2 separate regions of the Mus musculus genome follow, and region 1 is linked to region 2. A link is a contact called in public HiChIP or PLAC-seq data. All regions are on one chromosome and are shown on one strand. The core of a region is the stretch at or near the end of the contact, and the rest is flanking DNA. Distances in the headings are between cores, read along the strand shown.

Evidence for each region. HiChIP or PLAC-seq counts read pairs in DNA pulled down with a chosen protein or histone mark.
Region 1: an H3K27ac HiChIP or PLAC-seq map of microglia shows a contact between it and region 2, with 8 times the contacts expected there. The contact joins the enhancer-like site here to the promoter of Tmem131l in region 2. A contact is called at or near these places in 3 of 39 promoter capture datasets (the C10 cell line, cranial neural crest and pre-B cells), 1 of 484 Hi-C or Micro-C datasets (B cells), 2 of 115 datasets of contacts at active chromatin or transcription factors (memory CD8 T cells and microglia) and 1 of 9 other capture datasets (adipose tissue).

What each region holds. Positions count from the first base shown.
Region 1 is chr3:83,809,944-83,814,735 of GRCm38.p6, reverse strand. It overlaps the pseudogene Gm7115. Among named protein-coding and RNA genes, the nearest start is that of Tlr2, 29 kb to the left of the region's middle. Within about 2 kb of position 2,020, at least 59 of the 459 cell types and tissues checked have an H3K27ac peak or open chromatin away from gene starts, as enhancers often do. A contact at or near this core is called in B cells, adipose tissue, memory CD8 T cells and 2 more, where this site is marked.
Region 2 is chr3:84,037,630-84,042,645 of GRCm38.p6, reverse strand. Tmem131l (transmembrane 131 like) reads left to right here and starts at 2,485. Exons shown (of 35, transcript NM_172681.4): 1 at 2,485-2,669; 2 at 3,261-3,331. The coding sequence starts at 2,546. It overlaps Gm30352 (a long non-coding RNA gene), which reads right to left and starts at 2,425. Exons shown (of 4, transcript XR_867387.3): 1 at 1,735-2,425; 2 at 594-798.

The sequences.
Region 1 (4,792 bases), core at 771-3,270, 230 kb after region 2:
TCCTGCATAAAACACCATGACCAACAAGTTGGGAAGGAAAGGATTTATCCAGCTTATGCTTCCACATTGCTGTTCGTCAGCAAAGGAAGTCAGGACTGAAACTCAAGCAGGTCAGGAAGCAGGAGCTGATGCAGAGGACATGGAGGGATGTTTCTTACTGGCTTGCTTACCTTGGCTTGCTCAGCTTGCTTTCTTATAGAACCCAAGACTACCAGCCCAGGGTTGGCACCACCCACAATGGGCCCTCCCCACTTGATTACTAATTGAGAAAATACCTTACATCTGGATCTCATGGAAGCATTTCCTTCAGGGAGGCTCCTTTCTCTGTGATAACTCCAGCTTGTGTCAAAGTCAGCCAGTATACCAGGAGACTATGGTGTCTCTAAAGAAGGCCAGAGAAGGTGGTAAGGTCTTTCTGCTGAGAGGTACTTGAGCCATCAGTTACTCTGATCTGTCTGTGATGAGCAGTTTACATCGTTGCAAAAGCAACTAGTTCAACGTGGAGGTTTATGTTACAAAACTAATGCTGTTAGGAATGTGAACAAGGATTTAGAGGCTCCTCCTGGCCAAGCCTCAGCCCCAGATAGCAACATACAATAGGTTCCTTGGACTCCACACATAATCAGGATCTTTCTTAGGCTAAGGTCTATACAGGAGATGTTCCTGGCTAACAGCATCTTGAACTGCAAGGCCACTCTATGCCAAGTGACATGCCTTTGGAGACAGAACTTGGTAGACTGTCATCTGTGGCTAGGCACCACGGGCCTTGGTGAACTTTCTTGACAGTTCTTCCATGACTGCCTCATTTGGTAAAGTGACAGTGATGGGGCTAGTTCCTAACACTGACCTGAAAGATATGTACGTGTGTGAATATATATATTCTACATGTACATATTATATATACAATGCATTCATGTTGAAAAGACTGGGCACAAAAAAAAAAAGAAAAGACTGGGCACACTAAGTCCCCAACATACTGCATCAGTGTCACAAATAGATTATCCCTACGCTCATCTCCCTGCGTATTGGGCTACACATACTTCTGGGAACAGTAGAACCTGGAGCTTCTGGGCTGCTTGAATTTACTTCAGGCAAGAGACTGTGTTCCTGCCTCAGAACAGCCTCCATATGAAAATATTACCCTACCATCATTTCTCAGCATGTAAATATCCAATTAATGCCATTTTGCAGTGTGCTGTGTTAAAACCAAATCCATTTCAGCATGCGCAGCTGTTAATCTTTAGCAAAGAGCAAAAGTAAAGGTTCAGCAAATAATTGCTTTAAGATAAACCGTGTGGTTTATCATTGGTAAATGTTGGATTCACACATGTGTTTTATATACCTGTATACCTGGAGGTCACAGAAGAAGTTTTGGGGTGAAAACATTTAAGAAACTCTGCTTCGGAACACGGTGGGAACCTTGACTTTGGGCAGCACTTGAGGTATATGGAGTCTGGAGCAGGCAGGAGTTGAAAGGGATTGCTGTGGGCACAGACATAGATAGCCTGGTATCTTGGACACCTGAGCTATCTGGGTCACAAAAGCTAGCAAAGCCAATTTGAGTAACTCCTGTAGTGAAGTATCTGCACTGGGTGAGCTGACTTGCTTAGGAGCCTGCACTGAGCTAGGAGAATTCATTATACAGTGGGAAAGTAAAATGCCCTCCTTGCCAGGGAACTACTTGCTCCAAGTACAAGTGCCAAGCACATTTGGATTCTGCAACCCAAAACACTTTGACAAATCTTAAATAGCATTTGGTAGTCAGGAGAGAGGTGGCCATGTTTTCACTTTTTACTGACTTTAAAAAGCTTTCTAAGACCTCTGGCATGTCTAAATAGTCTCCTGACATTGCTCCCAAGGGCTTCCAAATTGGCAATTAAGTTAACTATCTGCAAACCTGGCAGTCATGTAGCTGATTTTTTTGTTTTGGTTTGGGTTTTTTTGAGACAGGCTTATCTGAAACTCACTATGTATTCCAGGCTGGCCTAAAACTCATAAACTTCCTCAAAAGAAAATGTATGTTATAGTTACCATCATGTTTATTTAAACATTTCTCACTCTATATGTCCCCTCTTCCAAGCTAAAAAGGAAAACTTCTTGTTTTATCTTTCTTAGTATTTAACAGGGGGAAGCAAATCCACACAGAGAGAAATATCATGACTATGTATCCCTGAAGCCTATGATTTTGTTTTCTCCAACAGGGTAAATTTTCACCACTGTCTCACAAACAGTGAACACTACACACTCTCTCCTGTCCTTACTGGAGGGGCTGCTCAGTGAGGACGTGCACCCCACTCACAGATGAAGGGACAAAGAGCTCATCTGAGGCCATATAAGCCTGGAGGATCCCAGGGAATTGTGTAAACCCCAAGAGGATGGTGGCTGCCCCTCGATGTTAAAACCCCACTTGTTAGACACGCTTCCGCGTTTTTCTGATGTGTTAGGTATGGTCAGGTCAGATCGTAAACCTTCAGTCCTTGCGGGCTTTAAAGTGCTTTTGACCCAACTTACAGGAGAATAAAACAAAACGCTGAGCTAAAAATAATCATGCAAACAGTGCTCTAGAGATTTAAAGAAGAAGTAGTTTCACTTCCTTTTGTTCCTGCCTCTGCCAACTGAAGTCTGCAGCTATGAACTCTACAGGAGACAAGTCAGTCCCCATTGCACAGGATATGTGGATTGATGCTGTGATAGCCAGGGTCTACATGTTTTTACTGCAAAGGTTTAAAAAAAAAGGATTAGGGGATGCCTAGAAACCTGTAGACACTCCACGAATGAGGGAAATTCCATATATTCCTTAATGTTTACAAGAAAGAGATAAAGCTAGGCGTGCTAGTGCAAGCCTGCAGATTATTTTCAGCATCACTTACCTATGTAGGTATTTGGTTCTATCATTTAAAATACTAGGAAAGATACAAATATTAATTCCAACTTTGGGAGAGGCTGAGGCAGGAGGATTGTGAGTTTGGGGCCATATATTGTGAATTCTTATTTTAAAATAAAACAAGAACAATAACAAATGAACAAAACCCAAGACCAACCCAATAAAAACTTCAGCCTAAATTAAAGATGAACTAAACATGACCACGAGGAGTGACTGGAATACACACCTTGGTGTTTGCCCTGAGAGCAGTCTCCAGGAAGCTCTGAAGAGGGTGTAACTTGTAACCATGGAGAACATTCCCCACGTAGACAGAAACCACCACCAGTAGAGCGTTATAGTGAAGTACAAAGGGTCAACCCACATCTGCAGCAAGGCCACCAGTTATCAGAGAAATAAACACAGTCTCCTTCAGTGATGGGGACCTCGAATGGCGCCCCAGTTTGCTGTATGATGCTGAACTAGATAAACTTCAGTCCTGGGACCTCCATCACTCACTAAATGCTTCACACACACTCTTTCTGGTGGAGAGCAACCTCACCACCATGTCTATTCCATAACAATGGCTTACCTACCAGCTGTGAGTTAATTCTACAGATGAGAAAATTGGTAGTTGTCTAAAAGATCACATGGGGCTACCCCAGAACGCCCAAGCCTGGTCCTTTCACCTGACTGCTTCAGAGGAAGCCGTGTAGGGCCTCAATAGTGAAGTGCATTGGACATACAAGTATCACTATAGTTGTGAAACTGGGAGCATTGAATCTGGGCTGTCTCCCTATCCTGCAGGGTGACCTAGATTTCAAACATAACCTAGAGAAGAAAGCACTCTGAAAATCACACTGTGTTACACGGAGCCCAGGGGCTGCTGTTACTAACACATGCCCCCATGAAAGGCCTTAGAGGATCGTCAGTCAGTGAATCAGCAGCTTCTGGGATGCCTACCTGGGTAACAGTGAGTTTTCCCGCTCAGCTCTCCTGCCTCTATCACGTCCTCTCCTGTTCCCCTTCCTCTTTCTCCTCTTCAGCTACTTGTGCCCCTTTCCAGAGAGCATGGTGTAGGGACCCCACTCTTTCCTTGTTCTCTGTGTCTGTACCACTGACCAGAGTCCAAGTGGCCTCCAGGAGGTACATTTAATCTGGCTGGGTCCAACCCACACTACTGGGGGTCCGGACAGACTGAGCTGATGGGCTGTAAGTCAATGGTTGTTAGGGTTGTTTTTTCAACAGTTGTACTTTAAGAGCAGACCTATCAGCAAGCCACTATTCTTCCTTCCTTCCTTCCTTCCTTCCTTCCTTCCTTCCTTCCTTCCTTCCTTCCTTCCTCCCTCCCTCCCTCCCTCCCTCCCTCCCCTCCCTCTCTCTTCCTTCCTCCTTCCCTTCCTTCCTTTTTAAAGATTAATTATTTTTCATTTTTTTATTTATTCACTTTACATCCTGCTCACTGCCCTCCTCCCTAGACACCTTCTCACAGTCCTTTCCTCAATCTTCACCTCCCCTGGGAGTCCCCCTTCCTCCCCCCAACATCATGTCTCTGTAGGGCTAGGTGCATCTTCCCTCACTGAGGCCACACAAGGCAGCCCAGCTAGAAGATCATATCCCATGGACAGACAGCAACTTTAGGGATAGCTCCTGTTCCAGTTGTTCAGGACCCACATGAAGACCAAGCTGCGCATCTGCTACATATGTATGGGGAGGACTAGGTCCAGCCTGTCTATGCTGTTTGGCTGGTGGTTCAGTCTCTGAGACCCCAAAGGTCCATGTTGACTCTGCCGGTCTTCCTGGAGTTCTTTTCCCCTTCAAGGCCCGCAATCCTTTCCCCCACTCTTCCATAAGAGGAGTCCCCAAGCTGATGGATGAAGCCTCTCAGAGGACAGCCATGCTAGACTCCTGTCTACACATATAACAGACTAT
Region 2 (5,016 bases), core at 1,236-3,735:
ATAGGATGTGTCAAGATACAATTTGTGTATAGACTCGCTTTTCATCTGTACTCTAAAAAAAAAAAGTTAAAAAACATTGTTAACATCATGGATGTTTTAAAATAAGAACTGATATTGTCATTGTGGTTTTGTGGTGCTGAGGATCAAAGCCAGGGTCTTGTGAATGGGGCAAGGGTGGCGCTACTGAGCTACATCCCCAGCCTTCTTTTCCTTTTCAATGTTGAGGTAGAGTCTCATAAAGTTGCCTAGGTGGTCTTTACATGTCCTCTGCTGCCCCTAGGATGGCCTGGAGAGTTCTCTATTCTCCTGCCTCAGCACTGTTAACCAGAGTTCATAGGCCTGGGCCACTAGACAGAGTTGAGGGTGAGCTTTTTGTTACTGTGTTTTGCTTTTTGTTTTTAGTTTATGACATAGATTTAACAACAACAACAGAAGCTAAATAAAAAGAATAAAGATTTTCCTCAATTTCTCAGCTCTAACAGTCTGTGGCTCTGTCATTAACAGGGATAGCAGGAACACAGCACAAATACATAGGTGCTGTCTTTGGAAAACAATTTTACCTTGAAACATGGGAGCTGCTTATTGGACCATACCTTCCTGTTGCTCGTGAGTCAGCACGAAACATCCCTCCAGAGAAGGCCAAGTGGGTCAGATTTATCTAAGAAGACAGCTGTGTGGTCCTGGATCCTTCTCCAGTCTCGTGGCACTGCAGATACACGCTTCTGGCTTCGTGAATAACGGTCAGTTACCCACTTTGTAAAGAACCCAACACGGAAGTAGCAGTCTGCCCTGGAAAACCTTTGGTAGGAGAATAAATGAGAGCAGACTCAAATATGGCCTACGGTAATATTCCTCAGTCTTTTAAGTAGTTCTCTTTGAGAGTGTGATACTTTTTTAATGTGAGATTTTATTAGTAAAAAGGTAAAATAATTTAAAAATCGGTGGAGTTTTGCATCATGACTTTTAAATTATACCTGTCAATATTTGCTTGTTTTCTTAGTATGGGTTTAAAATTAATTAACATTAAAATTAACATTTAATATTTACATAATAAATAGTAAAAACTGAAACACCTAGTGTGGGCTGAAACATGTGTTGGTTTTGTGGTACTGTGACCTGAACCAAGAGCTTTGCATGCGATAGCCGGGACATACCATCGATTTTCTGAGACCCTTGAATGCAGTGAGGGAATTTCAGTATCCGAGGGGCAAATAGAAACCCAGAGAAGTGAAATGAAGAGGAAAAAAAGGGTCCAATGGGATAGGACAGGACATCCTTGCCAGGGATGCACCCAAGCAATCTGGGGGGGGGGGGAGTAAGAAATAATTGGAGCTGCTCAAGTTGGACAAAGCAAAATGACATTTCCATGTGGACATTTGCTTTTATCAAGTGTTAAGTATGGCAAAGAAATCAGGTGGTTTAACCTCATTTAGAGTTACATCCAGACAAAGAGATTAGGTTCACAGTATGGTATTATGAAGAGAGCATCCATCATTCATATTGTCCTTGACCAACATCTGACCTGCTATGAGACTACATTTTTTCCCATAGTCTAGACTGGAAGGCTCCAGAAGCAATTAAACAGAAGATCAATGTAAGCAGACAGGTGTACACCATCACTTCCTGAAGCTCACAGTCTCTGAGTTTCATACGAGCTACGTTTGCTGCACACAGCAAATCAACTTAAAAAAAAAAAAAACAGAGGCAGAAAATAAATTTCCAAGTATGACTTACACTACTTATTAATATTGTTAACTGGCAGGCGATCTGTGCCCTCCACTTCAACTACGTTTAGCAAGTGGCTGGCTCACTTTTGCAGTCTGATTCTGCAGGTCCATCTGCAGGGCTCTTGAAGGTCTAACCTAAGCTCTCCCACCTGTCAGGATTTGGACCGTCTCCACAGAGGGCGCTGAGCGCATTACCGCCACGCGGCGCTGAGGTCAGCCTCTCGGGTGTTGGGAGAGCTTTTTATTCTAAATTACAGACCTCGCAGCCACCGGATATCCTCGCTGCATAACAGGCAGTAGCTGTGCGGCTGCACTCGCGTTTCCTGACAACCACAGCAATATTTCCACTAATATCCTGTTCAAGGCCAAGCGCTGGGCTACGATTCATTCCCAGGACCCCTCCCCCCGGGGGGTTAGTGCCCCCACCGTGGCCCGGGTGTCATCGACAAAGAGAACCTCATGAAAGTTCACGACAACACCCTCTCCCCGTGGGCCGCGAGCCCCAGCCCCCAGAGTCAAGCTTCTGGGGGCCCTCGGGCACGTGCTGCGCGCTGTGAGCGTTCGCATTGTCTTCGTCCCTCCGCTCCCCGCCGCGTTCCATCCCCTTCTATCTGCGGAGCACACGCGCTCGGGAGCAAGCGGCGCGCCGGCGCTGAGCAGCAGTCCAACAGCTGCGGGGGCGGGCCCAACAGCGGGGGGCGGGCCCGGAGGCGGGGCGGGGCCAGGGCGCGGGGGCGGGCCCGGGGCGCGGCCTGGCGGCCGCGGCGCCACCAAACAAGAGAACAAGATCGCTGCGAGCGAGCGCGGCGAGCACCAGCATGGCGGGGCTCCGGCGCCCGCAGTCCGGCGCCTACCGCCGCACGGCCGCTGCCGTGAACCTTCTGCTGGGCGTCTTCCAGGTCCTGCTGTCCTGCTGCCGTCCGGGAGGGGCTCAGGGACAAGGTCAGCCCGTCGTCGGGGCTGGCTGTCCCCGCCGCCCCGCCCCCCCTTTCTTTTAGGGAACTGTTGAAATCTGTGAGGGTTCGCGGAGGAAGGGGACTCGGGCGGCTGGGGAAGACGGGCTGCTGCAGCCCTGCGACCGCAGCGTCCCCTCGGCGACTCTAGGCCGGGCCAGGAGCGGGCAGCGTGGGGCTCAGGGACCGCTAGCCGCGCACGCCCCGGAGCCTTTGTGCGCGGGCCCCTGCGCCCCGGGCGCATCCCCCGCTTTGTGTGGCGCGCGGGTGCCTCGCCGCGCCCGGCTTCCTGCAGCTTTGTTTCCCCCAGCCCGGTGGCTTGGGGGTCGCGCCGTGCTTGGTGCGGCGGCCTCATGCCCTGGTCTTGACCAAGCCCGCACGCCCTCATCTTCTGGACCCCGGGGTCCGGCTGGGCATTGTATTTGCATCCTCGGCTCACCCCTCGGGTGGCCTGCCCTGCGAGGGGAGAAGGAGACTTGTTTGGGGGCAGGCGGTTGGCACGAGGGGACGGGCGAGGAAACAGGAAGCGTTTCTTTGCCGTGCATTACAAACGCGGTGTGTTTTTTTGGTGTCCGTGCAGCGTTTGAGCCCTTGCCGAACGTGGTGGAGCTGTGGCAGGCAGAAGAAGGGGAACTCCTGCTGCCCACTCAGGTGAGGAGGACCGGTGACAGGGCGGGTGTGGGCGTGTGAGGGAGGAGAGGCCTGGAGGTTGCCGGCCTTCCCCCCAATGGCACAGGAGCGCTCGGGTCACTTTGCAAGGCAAATAAACGGTCGTGCCGAGCCTGAACACCTGGCAACGGTGGCTCTTCAGCCTGGCTCCCGCGCCATGTGACAGGGTGTGAGTCAGGGCCGCCCCAAGTTCAGAAGGTGGGTGTCCAGGCCACCTCAGCAGGGTTGTGTGTCTCACAGCCTTGCGCCTGGCTAGTGGCGACTTCCTTGGCTCGTTAGTGGGCCAGGGTGGGCGGAGGACTCGCTTCTGGGTCTCCACGGCTGTCTCTAAGCAGGCGGGTGTGGTGTGGATGGCAAGTGGCTGGAGGGTTGAACACAATGGGAATATTGATTTCATAAATGTTAGTGAGTGGTACTTTGCCATTAGCCTAAGTAGCTTTGGGATGAAGAAGTGACTTTAAAGGAGTATAATCTTGGAATTTCTCCAAATGTCTTTAATTCCTGTTAGAACACACCCACTTAAGAACCTGAATTTCAGGTTTTTTCACCCCCCTACGATGATATAATGATTACATGTGGAAAAATAATTGCTAACGTTTTATTGGGAATCTGTAGCATAGAGGGCTTCAGGCTGCAACGGATGTGGTACTGCAAAGCTTTTGTCTTGAATTGCATGTTTCAGTTATGCAAGAAATTCTCACTGACTTGCAAAAGGTACCCACTTACACATAATTTTGAAAACATAATCTTGATGACTGTTTTCACCAGCAGTGTAGTAGAGACCCCAAATGCATTTGGGGGGTGTGTGTTTGCAGTGATAAGAGAACATTAGGCTTGCCTGTTTAAATTGTTTATTGCTTCCCATGCTGGTAGCAGCATTAAAATCAGGATGTTGAATTCTAACTTCTCTGCAGTCTCAAGGTTTACTGTTCTCCCTCTCACTGAAGCGGCAACAGTGCTGGCTTTGAGATATTTGGAATATTCATTTTGACCAGGGCCAATGAATAACAGCTTACAGGCAGAGGTGATTTTTCAGAGACACTTCCCCAGATCTTTCAGGAAGGCCAGCAGGCTCCAGGAGACCCACCCTTTGAGAATAAGCCCTGCTAGCAAGTAGTCCTTTCTCCTAAATGTATATTCCCAAATGAATTTTTAACCCTTGATTCTAAATAATACATCTGTTTTGAAAAGAGAGGAAATAAAAACCAAAACCGGGGGAAAAAAAAACCCACAAAAAACAACAAAAGTCTCAAAGCCAAAATCAGTTGTAACTTTAACTGAGACCCTACACTTAGCACTTGGTGTGTTTACTTTAAATAGTCCTATTTGTGAATATCAGTTGCTTAACAGTAGCACGAGCAACCTTTGACCCAGAGAACTCTTCATTGTGGGGGCTTCCCTGTGCACTGTAGTATGCTGAGTATCATTCCTGGTCTTGGCACCTTGGATACTGTGACGCTTTGACTATAGTCATGATATACTCTCTCTCTCCATTCTGGGTGTTTGCTATTGTTTTAAAATAAGGTCTTGCAGTGCTGACTCAGAGTCCTCCACTCAAGCCATCCTCCTGTCTCATCCTTGAGTTAGCTAGAGCTACATGTCTTCCCTTGGACCTGGCTCCAACCACCAGTTTTTACCAAGTGAGAGCGTCTCCCAAGTGTCCCAGG